Linked DNA regions of Callithrix jacchus: region 2 is linked to region 1. Evidence: chromatin contacts called from public Hi-C data. All regions are on one chromosome and are shown on one strand. The core of a region is the stretch at or near the end of the contact, and the rest is flanking DNA. Distances in the headings are between cores, read along the strand shown.

What was found. A called contact is a pair of places that touch in the nucleus more often than the background predicts.
Region 2: a Hi-C map of skeletal muscle shows a contact between it and region 1, with 4 times the contacts expected there. The contact joins the promoter of ABHD5 here to the enhancer-like site in region 1.

The regions. Positions count from the first base shown.
Region 1 is chr15:26,366,752-26,371,999 of calJac240_pri, forward strand. All of the region lies in intron 4 of ANO10 (anoctamin 10), which reads right to left. Among named protein-coding and RNA genes, the nearest start is that of ANO10, 31 kb to the right of the region's middle. Within about 2 kb of position 3,025, at least 4 of the 16 cell types and tissues checked have an H3K27ac peak or open chromatin away from gene starts, as enhancers often do. A contact at or near this core is called in skeletal muscle, where this site is marked.
Region 2 is chr15:26,447,546-26,453,134 of calJac240_pri, forward strand. ABHD5 (abhydrolase domain containing 5, lysophosphatidic acid acyltransferase) reads left to right here and starts at 3,509. Exons shown (of 8, transcript XR_013527251.1): 1 at 3,509-3,609. It overlaps LOC118147822 (a long non-coding RNA gene), which reads right to left and starts at 3,407. Exons shown (of 2, transcript XR_004734425.3): 1 at 3,288-3,407.

The sequences.
Region 1 (5,248 bases), core at 1,775-4,274:
GGCAAGCATAAAAACCAGTTTCTAAAAATAAGACTGTGAACTGAAGACTCAGAGAGAATATAAAGCTGCAGGTCCTAAATTACTGAGCTTCTCTTCATCAACGCCAAAGTCATGGTTCTGGTTTCAGCTTCTAAAAATAGAAGTTTGCTTTTTTTTTTCTTTTAAAATCCTTCAAATGTGTCATGTCAGCTAAGAATGTAATTACTAGGAAGAAGCCTTACCTTCAAAGGAAAACATGATGCCATGTAGGCCTATTAAAAGAAAGCAAAACCTAAACCAGATTCCTTCCTTCAAGACTGCTAAATAATCTCTTGTCAAGTACTGGGGTTGTGGCTGTAATAGCCATTGAACCGTTAGCTAAACAAACCAAAATCTAGTTTAAGAGAGACTATCAGTAATGTAGTTTACAGTAGGACCCCCCCTCACAAGCTAACTAATACAATAACAATGCTAACACAGTACTGCTCTGCCTTTAGCTAATGTGATACTTCAAAAGTAAAAACAAAATCCCTCTCATAACTCCTTACAGCATTTCTGTGGGACAGAAAAGGGCAGGTCATGCTACCTCCAATCCAACAGGGGTTGATAAGCACACACGCCCACAGGAAGTGGTGGCCAGCAGTCTTTACACAATGAAGACAGTCCCTGTTCCCACAGGTACTGCTGCACCTAGCACTCTAACTCTAGCACTCAGGTGGGAACAGATCACTTTTGTCTTAATAAAGAAAACAATATCTTTTTTAATAAAGAAAACACTAACATAAGGTTCTAAAAGAATATATAATATTAAAGACACAATATATGTGCCAGGTGGTCCCATCAATCAAAACATGATAATCATCCAATAGACATTTTGAGACATAGTTTTATTCTAAATTAAGTAACATCCTTTGGGATACAGTTAAAATGTATGAAAATCTTGGCATTCTTAAAAACTCCTCTTTATAAAGCAACTCTTTCATTAGGTTATTTGCATGATGATTGACCATTAAGAAGCACTGGGAGAAGGCAGAGTCTGAGGGCATGAAGAGATCTCAACTGACATGAAAACAAGAAATGAATGGCTATCAAGATGAGCACTTGGCAACTAAGACACATGTAGCCAATTGCTAATTCTCCATGTTGCTTGTCATGTGGTGGAATGAGGGGAATCCCTAATATGCACTTAAGGAACATGGCTGTACTTCGGTCAAGAATAAGCCAAGGTAAACATTCACAGTGATTCAGCAAGTTTACAGCACAGGCATAAAACTCCAGTTGTTATCATAGCCATGTAGCCATAACATGGCTTTGTTAGATGGACAGTGAGGAGCCAGGACGTGGCTTGGCTCACTCAGAGAGAGAAAGAGTTAGGCTGCGGACCCTGAAGGGAGAGCTGGCCACGTAGCTGTGTGTGGGAGCCACCAGACTAAGCAGCTGAGATAGGGCAAACATTGTGAGCAAGATAGCGTGAGTAAACTACTGCTGAGAGAGCTGCTGAATAAAACTACCTTTCACCTGCCGACAGCCCCCTGGAGTGTTCTTTCAGCTATCTACTCAACCACCCACTCCCTTCGGACTGCAGCATGAGCTGGAACCTGACCCCAAGCATAACATTTGGCACAGTATGGACCTACAATGTGCATCTCACAGCGCCATCTGACTGCCTCAAAATCATGTTAACATGACAAAACTTGCTAACTACTTAATGAAAGCTTTCTATCAAAGCACAACATTACAGCAAGCAGCAAGCAACTTTATACTCATGTGTAAAATGAAAATCAAACTAAATGTAAGATCTGGGGAGTATTTCTCATGAAAGCCCTGGCTACCTTTCAGCCTTGAGAAGCATCACATTGGGCAGACTAAAGCCTCACTTCCCAATCAGCCTCAAAGAGGCTGCCCATGGGAGCAGCTGCCTTCAAGTAAGATGAAAATAGTTTTTCCACTCATTTCTGTGGTTTAACTTAATGAAAATCTAGGATTTAAGTTACTCTAAGTTTTATTAGTTCTAAAATTTGCACTCTGAAAATAGGTCATAGTTTTAATTATGCATATATCACTTGTTCTTCTATATAAAATTAAAATGATGCAAAAAACACAGCAGTTTAAGGATCACATTCTCAAAGGAAGAGAATGCAGAATTTAAAATCCCAGGCTTGAAAATTTAAATATAATTTCTTATCTCAGATAGTATAAAAATCTTTCCAATGACCATGATCAAGATGATTTTATTGTATTCATATTTAGTGCCAAAATGGAAAGAAAGGGAAGGGAGAAGGGAGAAAGGGAGGAGAGAGGAAGAAAAGAAAAACAAAATCCTTGTTTACAAAAGCCTGGTCCTGCCAGCAAGAAAGTTACTCCTGTTATTGCTTAAGGGTACCAGACTGGCTACCTACACAGTTAGAGAAACCCATTTACATATTTCCTTGAAGGTTTTCATTCAGCTGAAAAATTCTTTTTTGGAAGCCACTGGAAGCATCTGAAAAACTGCTGCTCCATTATCCAATCTGATCAAAGAGCACATTCACTTTTTTTCTCTGTCCCAGCCACACTAGAGGACGTACCTGTGTAGAAACTCACAGATGGAGGCTGTGATTTCCACATTATCAATGTGGATAAAAAAAGAGAAACGGAATGCTTACACTAGCAGTCAGGATTGTGCCCAGTCTGCTTTGTGTTTTATTTGATGCAGTACCCAGCTGTGTCTGGAAACATGCCTTCCCACTAGGAGATTAAGAAAGATTCAAACATTTTGGGATAGTATCAAACAATTGCTTAACTACAGAATGTGGAAATCCTGGTTACAAATAGTGGCAGAAAGATACCACTGCTCTCTTCTTGTTTGTGGCGCCAAATTAAAAACAAAAGGAAACAAAAAACATAAAAAGAAATCTCTATCTTTGATGAAAGTAAGAAAAAAGAAACTAAAATCCCAAATCACAAACTATAAAAAGAAGCCTTGAAAATCAGCCCTGGGTAAACCAAGAGCACCCATCGTATCTTCTGCAAACCTGGGTCCAGAACACTGAGGGCAAGGCTCTCTCGGAACTGGGGATGGTGAACTACAGTCCTCTTGCTCAGCAGGCAGGCAACAAGGGTACATGGTGCACCTGGAGTACGCCTGCTCCCTGCCTGGCACCATAGACAGAGAAGAAGCCAAGTTGGAGAGAGAACAGATGTGCCATGTTGGAAGAAAGAGTGACCTGTTGAAATCCAAGGATGGAAGGTAACTAGCTGTGGAGCTGTGGGTCGTGGTGGGCCGAAGACAGGCCTAAATGCCAAACACAAGAAAAACCCTACAGAGCACCATGGAGGTTTTCTTCAGGGACTAAGATGGCTCAAGGAGAACGCACTGCCAGGCAAAATCTAATCTTCTCACTACCATAGTTCCCTGCTGAGAGCCCCAAGCACCCTTCTCCTGCCCATACACACTTTCTTGTAAAAATGGCCAGTCCAAGAAAAATAAGGGTTCATTAAAACATAAGTAATAAAAAATAAGTAATAATCATAAAGAAGCTGGCATAGAGCTATGCAAAAATACTACCTGGAAAAAAGGGAAAAACTAAAAATACTACAAGAAAAAACACAAAAGTCAAAGAACAAAGAGCAGAAAATTATAGCATTCAGCAACAAAAAACTATGAAATTCTTTGTGAAATTAAAGAAATTCAAGCAAACAGCCCATCTCTGAAATTAAAACTCAAAGAAGAGCTATAAGAGCTGAAGGAGAAGCTCAGAGAAGCAATGCAAGAGAAAAATAAATGTGTCACAGGTTCAAAGTCATGATAAAAGCAACAAAAAAAGGGAAGACTGGGAATACAATCAGAAAACTGGTAGACAAGCCTAAGAAAATTATGCAAGAACAAAGACTTGAAAATACTACAAAGAATACTTAAAAGCCCACATAAGTAAAATTGGCACTCCTGAAGATAAGAACAGAGCAAATGCAACCAAATAACTCTTCAAAGATAACTGAAGAAAATTTTCCTGAAATCATGGTAATCCTTAATCTGTATTATGTCCAACCAAAAAAAGAACGTATATCCAATCAAAAGGAAAAATAAAAAATAAGCAACACATATACAGATAATTGGAAATGCAGACAAGTAAGAATAATGAGTGCCTACATTCAAACTTCCTGATACTTCCTAAAAGCCATACAGATCAACAAGGAGAGCAAGTAAAAGCACCTATAAAAAATGCCTACAGCATAACCCAGAGACAGGGGAAACTGCATCATGTAAGTCAGGCAATAAAGAACCAAGATCCAGAAGAGATCTGGGCCACAGTCTAGAATGGTGCAGGAAGCCCCAGCAGAGCTGCACAGAGAAACAGGGAGGGCAGAGGAGTCCATTTGGTGTCGAAACCCACATTACACCAATGAGGACTCATCACTCTCCTTCAGGAGAAGGCCTCACTCCAAGTGGGAACTTCCAAGAACAAGTCTGATACCTGATGAGTCAGAGCTCTGACAGCAGGAGGGGCTGAAGGGCAGGGTTGGAAAGTACACAGAACAAGAGGCTGCTGACTGGAAAGTGCTGCTTCTGGGAAATGCAGAGGGAAGTGTCTGGAAAAGTAATCGACTTTGTGGGTAGCAGCCTATGGGAAAGGAAAGGAAGTTAAAAAGTGATTAAAAGTCCTATTGAATCAAGATCCCACATCCCACAGATCTACTAATGGCTGATACAATATCCTCAATATTATGTTAATGAGAAAAATTTTTTAAATCAAGAAAAAGAGAGAAAGCAAAAGGGAAAAATACCATTAAAACAGGAGTTTAAAAGGTCCTGAGAGAAATTTGCACAAATCAGTTCACTTAAATTTGAAAACCTATGTGATAAAATGGAAACTTAGATTCTAAGAAAATACAATTTACCCAAACTGACCCCAGTAGTGATAGAAAGTCTAAACAAACCAATTTCGATAGATGACTTAGAGAAAACTGTTCAAAAACCTAACCCACAAACAAACATCAGAGCAAGACGGTGTCATACAGAAATGCTAACATACCTTTAAAACTACATATAATAATAGAACAAAATTTGACTACATATAGTAATAGAACAAAAAAGAAAATCTTAGATTTTGACTACATGCAGTAAGAGAACAAAAAATAAAATCTTAAACTTCATCCACAACTTGGATTGTTAATATCAAAATTAGCATGGCTTACAAGCTATTTTATGAAAACTGTAAGAGAAAGCAAAATAGTAATTATGGTAATGTTATTAAGAATCAATATTCTCAATATAAAAGAAACAAATATA
Region 2 (5,589 bases), core at 2,259-4,758, 81 kb after region 1:
ACCCTCATTCTGGTTTGTGTTTGCTTGGCAGGCTTGTGATAAAGGCCCAGGCCCCCTGTGATAGCTGTTGTATTGCTCAGCACTTTCCCTGGGGAACTGCTGTTGGAGGACTGGAAATTAAAGCCAACCCTGAACCCAGTGGGGCACCAGTCATCAACCAAGCGTATGGCACACTTGGTCCTGGTGGGACAATGGCAGCATTTAGTCTTTAGGCCACAGCCCTAAGGCAGAACACACAGAGCAGACTCTGAACTTGTTTGGTCAGTGTCATATCTGGCCATCTGATTGGAGAGAACAAAGTAGGTATTGGCAATCTCCCAATGTAAGCACTGCTCAATCAGGTAATTGGTTAGCAGGTCACAAAAAGAAAGTTAATTTGGAGGATAGGGGACCGAGCTGGCCTTAAACTCAGAGAGGTCAGCTTTCAGGGCACCACCAAACTTCAGGGAGGTAGTGATGGAGGAGGTCTGATTCAAGCAGTGGTTAAAGTATGTGGGGCCCTTGGGATATAGGTTGCAATGACACGTGTTGGACCCTTGTCTCCCAAGGAGACACAGTCCAAGGGGCCCAGGGTGGCATGGTGGTCAGGACAGAGTTGCAGGGTTCCATCATTGCTGGCAACACCCAGGTGATGGGTGAATGGCCAATTCTAGCTTGGACTTCTTGCCATTGTTGAAGATGACTCCTTCATTAGCAGCAAGGTGAAGCCTGGGCTAGAGCTACTCCTAGAGTTAAGGAAGAGCATGAAGTCCTATAGTCCCATGCACTGCTTGTCGGTTTCTGCATAAACTCTAGCATAGGGTCAGGGGGTAGTAAGCAGATTATGACAGAAGCAGAAGGAGCAGGTTGGGGGGGGTTCATAATAACAAAATTCTATTTAAAGTTGTTTTTCACTGAGGATGTAGGGTGCAGTTACACAGTTGCAGGTACAGGATGTATGGGCCAGTGGGCCCTGTTTCTCAGAAAATTGGTTACAAAGATGCCAGGTGTCTCAGACTACAAAGTTCTCGGAACAGAATGCCCTACATAGCTCAGGGTTGGCAGGAGCTGGCAGGATTGTTTAAAATGTATTCACCACAGCCAAGCTAGGATATTTCAGCAGAGGATCAGTTTCTGCAAACACACTACAAGTGTCTGGCAACACTATCGTGGAGGCTAAAGTAACTCCATCTTGGATGCTAATCCACCACATTGATTTCTGAGTAACCCCAGTTTTGGGAAGGCCTCCAAGTTTTCTACTTTATCTATCATTCCTTGTATAAGAGCATGTGACAGGCTGTTCTTTGTTATGAAGAAGTATGGCTTGGTGCAGTGGCTTATGCCTATAATCCTAGCACTTTGGGAAGCTAAGGCAGGCGGATCATTTGAGGTCAGGAGTTCTAGACCAGCCTGGCCAACATGGTAAAATCCTGTCTCTACTAAAACTACAGAAAATTAGCCAGGCATGGTGGCTGTAATCCCAGCTACTCGGGAGGCTGAGGCAGGATAATTTCTTGAACGTGAGAGGCAGAGTTTTCAGTGAGCCAAGATTGAGCAACTGCACTCCAGCCTGAAACTCCATCAAAAAGAAAAAAAGAAAAAAGAAATACTTGGGACTGGGTAATTTTATAAAGAAAAGTTTTTTTCTTTTCTTTTCTTTTTTTTTTTTTTTTTAAGAGACAGGGTTTCACCATCTTGGCCAGGCTGATCTCAAACTCCTGACCTCATGATCCACCCATCTCAGCCTCCCAAAGTGCTGGGATTACAGGTGTGAGCCACCACGCCTGGCCTGAAAAGAAGTTTAATTGGCTTATGGTTCTGCAGGCTATATAGGAATCATGGTGCTGGTACCCGCTTGGCTTCTGGGAAGGCTTCAGGGAGCATTTGCCCTCATGGCTGAGGGCAAAGCAGGAACAGGCATCTTATATGGCTATAGTAGGAGCAAGAGAGTGAGGGGTAGGTACCACACACTCTTAAACAACCAGATCTCACGAGAGAAATCTTCTTACTATTGCAAGGACATCATTAAGGGGATAGTGCTAAACCATTCATGAGAAATTCATCCCCAGGATCTAATCACCACCCATCAAATCCCACCCCCAACACTAGAGATCACAATTCAACATGAGATTTAGAGAGGACAACATCCAAATTATATCAGAGCACATACTTACTTACCTGCTGTTAGGTCAAAACAACCTTGGTCTGCACGAGTAACAGCACAGAGATTTACCTGTCCTGCTGCTGTCCAAGACCATGCTTCTGTCCGTAAGTTCCCTAATAAATCACCTTTTACTGACAAGTTGGATTTGTCTGTCTCATTCTTTAGTTTCTCAGCTCCTTCTGCATTTGGAGGTCACTTTGCATATATGGCCCTTTCATGAAACAACCATTAATTCCTGTAAAAATGTTTTTTATATGTTCTGGTCTTCCCTAAAATATTTTATGAATTGGATCAAACACAATAAAAAATTGATTAGTTATTACAATGCCTAAGAATTTATGCGTGGCTTTCCCCTCTCTAAATTACAGAAGACACTATCCCTGTCCCAGAGGGCCTTCTTGTGTAGCTGGAAAGATACTCAATAATGTTTATTAAAATGCTATAACAATTACACAAGGCTAAGAATCTGAGTGCTATATGAGTGATAAAGACAGATTTAGACCAGTGCTCAGAGGAGAGAAAAAGGGAGGAGAGTCAGGGACGGAGAGCAATGAACTGTGTCTAAAATAAAGGTTAATGTATTAGTGTAGGATTTATCAAAACAGGAGGCGTATTTCAATCCATTGTTTCCAAGCACCTAGAACAGAGTGGGTCCATAGTAGACACACATCAAACACAAATGGATGAGTAGTGGTGCGTGGTAAAACTAAAAAGCAGGCTGTACCTGATGGCTAAAAGACTTGAAAACAGGTCAAGAAATGGTGCCATTAAGGTTAGTCATCTTCCCTCAATAACTCTAAGTACCTAAACGCCGACTCTTTTCACCCTCCAGGCATCTAGAGAGCTGGGTGGGAGAGAAGTTGCTGGTTTTGGCCACTACTGTAACCCCAGCACCGAGAGCAGTGCTCAAATGATTGAAGGCTCCTGTGAGTCGCCCTCTCCCCTTGGCCCCGCCACCCGCGGGAAAGGGCTGGCGAGGGGTCACACAGCATCTCGATTACGGCATTTCATTCGCCACGGCACCATCTATCGGGCTCTAGCTAGGCTCTTCCAGGACTGGGCGCGCCTCGGTCCCCAGGGTGCCACCTGACAGCCAACACCGACCGGATGATGCATGAATACAGTCATTATTAAAATTAGCTACCTCCTATCTCTGTCGGGTGAGTCTCGCCAGTCCCTCTCGACTGACTGCCCGGCCCAGCGCACACACCCGGGCGCAACAGGCAGAAAGACGCTGCTGGGGGTAGGGGAGGCATGGCCAGACAGGCGCAGGCGCAGGCGTGCCGCCGGGCCATGCGAGTGCGAGGACGACGCATGCGCGGGCATCGGAGCCGCCTTAAGAGGGGCGGCGGCCCGGGACAGCCCAGTTGGCCTGTCAGCCGGCTTCGAGGCTCTCCCGGCGCTTGCGCGGCGGGGGCTATGGCGGCGGAGGAGGAGGAGGTGGACTCTGCAGACACCGGAGAACGGTAAGCGCAGCCGGCAGGGGGCAGGGGGGCTTCGTGTGTCTCCGGCGCGCGTCCTCCGCGCGGGCCGGGTTCGGGCCCAGCGGGCAGCACGAAGGACTCGCCGCCCGCCTGGCGACGACCGGCCGCTTCCTCCACCCGCCCCGGCAAGAGCCCGCGCGGCGCCCAGAGGCGTCCCGGCGCCGCTCTACCCAGGGCAGGCTCCCGTCAGCGCCAGGGCCCCGAGATATCTGAGCCGGACTCTGGCCGCGCGGGGAGGCCACCTTGACCCCGCGCGGAGTGTCCTCCCGGTTATTGTGTCAGCCGCCCCGGCTCGGGCTCTGCCAAGGGACCCGGCCTGCTCCTATGCGGCCGGCGGGCGGTGCCCGGCCGACCCTGCACTTGACTGCGAGGGGCGGGAAATGGCCGGGTCACTCTATCCGCCTCCCAGCGCGGCTTCTGTCTAGGTACTACCTGTGCTCTGTCCAGCCTTGGCCGCTGGGCTATCCTTCCAGAAGCCGGAGGAAGGGGCGGCGCTTCTTTGGGGGAGGATTAGACGGAGGCCCGAATTCGCTTGGCGAGCGGCGGGAGGGCGGGGGTGCCGGGAAGGAGGGAGGGGGAGAAGGAGTTAGGGAAGTAGGTGTATGGCTGTGGGTTCAGATGCTTCATAGAAACAAAATTAGCCCTTAAGATAGAGATACCAGGTTCAAATGTGGTAATTCATCTTTCGGATGAAGGTCTTTATCTTCAAAGCTCCACTGTCCCTTATTTGTTTGCGCGTCTGGGATTATTCTGGTTTTACTGGAGAAGGCACTTGCATGTGCCTTAGAGGAACACACATAACATATAGGAAACTGGAAGTTGCAGGGCAGATGTCTAATGTGAAACTTCTTGATGTACAGGTATAGTGAGTTTATTCTTTTCTACACCTAAATGACTTCTTGCACTTGTTAGTAGAAGAATAGTAGTTAAGGAGTGGAATAATTAAATTGTTTTGAAGATTATTGCCTTGTTTCTCAAGGCCTGTCATTTATATTGAAAGTAAACTTCTACACTTCCCCCATATATATTCAAGTTCTCGATACCGATTCTGCTTCAGACGTCTGGAGAAATTTGCCTAGGAAACATAACCTAAATGATAGACTATGAAATACCATGAAGACAGGGATATTTGGAAAGATGTATGGGGAAAACTTGTGAAATATTAGAAACAAAGTTATTCTCTTGAGTTTTGTTTATTTGATGAATGACTCCACTGTTGAGGTTTGTGGATGAACTTCCTGTTGAATGTTAGGTGGACGCAGTAGGAACCTAATTGGTAGGTTGTGTTCTCATCTGGTTTGTCACAACATTTTTGACTCTTGACACTACTTTCAGGTGGACTCTTTGGTTTTGGTGTTGTGGGGCCTGAGAGTCCAGGACACAACCTGAAAGGGTTTTCTGGCTTTGATTGATGGTTGGAGGTCACTGGAAGTAGATGATTAAAAAAATCCTTAGCAGCTGATCAGCCATAGTTTCTAGACAGAGAAACTATTCTTGGCAATACGCTTTAGCAGTGTCCAGCGACTATACTGGTATGTCCTGAATGTCCCAAGCAGGCAAGCAGAGAAGGTTAAGCCTCTGCCCCTCCTGGGTGTTCCCCAGAAGTAATCCTGTTAATTCTAAGGTTGACCCTGTGTGCTGGGTATTATTGTTCCCATTTTGCAGTTGAAACTGCCTCTGGAAACGCTTTAACAGCTTGCCAGCAAGTAGTAGGGCTGGATTGGAACCCTTTGAGGTGTCTGGATTTAATCTGAGGTGCTTTTTCCTGTATCTCTGCTGCCTGTCACTGGAATTGGGACTCCTGTGGGATGTTTGGCTCTTGTTTTGAATACAATTCCCTACCCTTAAGACATTTGACGTTTAGATAGGGAGATAACATTAACAAAGGAAAGTTATAAAATGGTCACCTGATGGCTTTTTGGAGAATATGATTCTTGTCTTTTACTTTGTAGCACTTAGTGA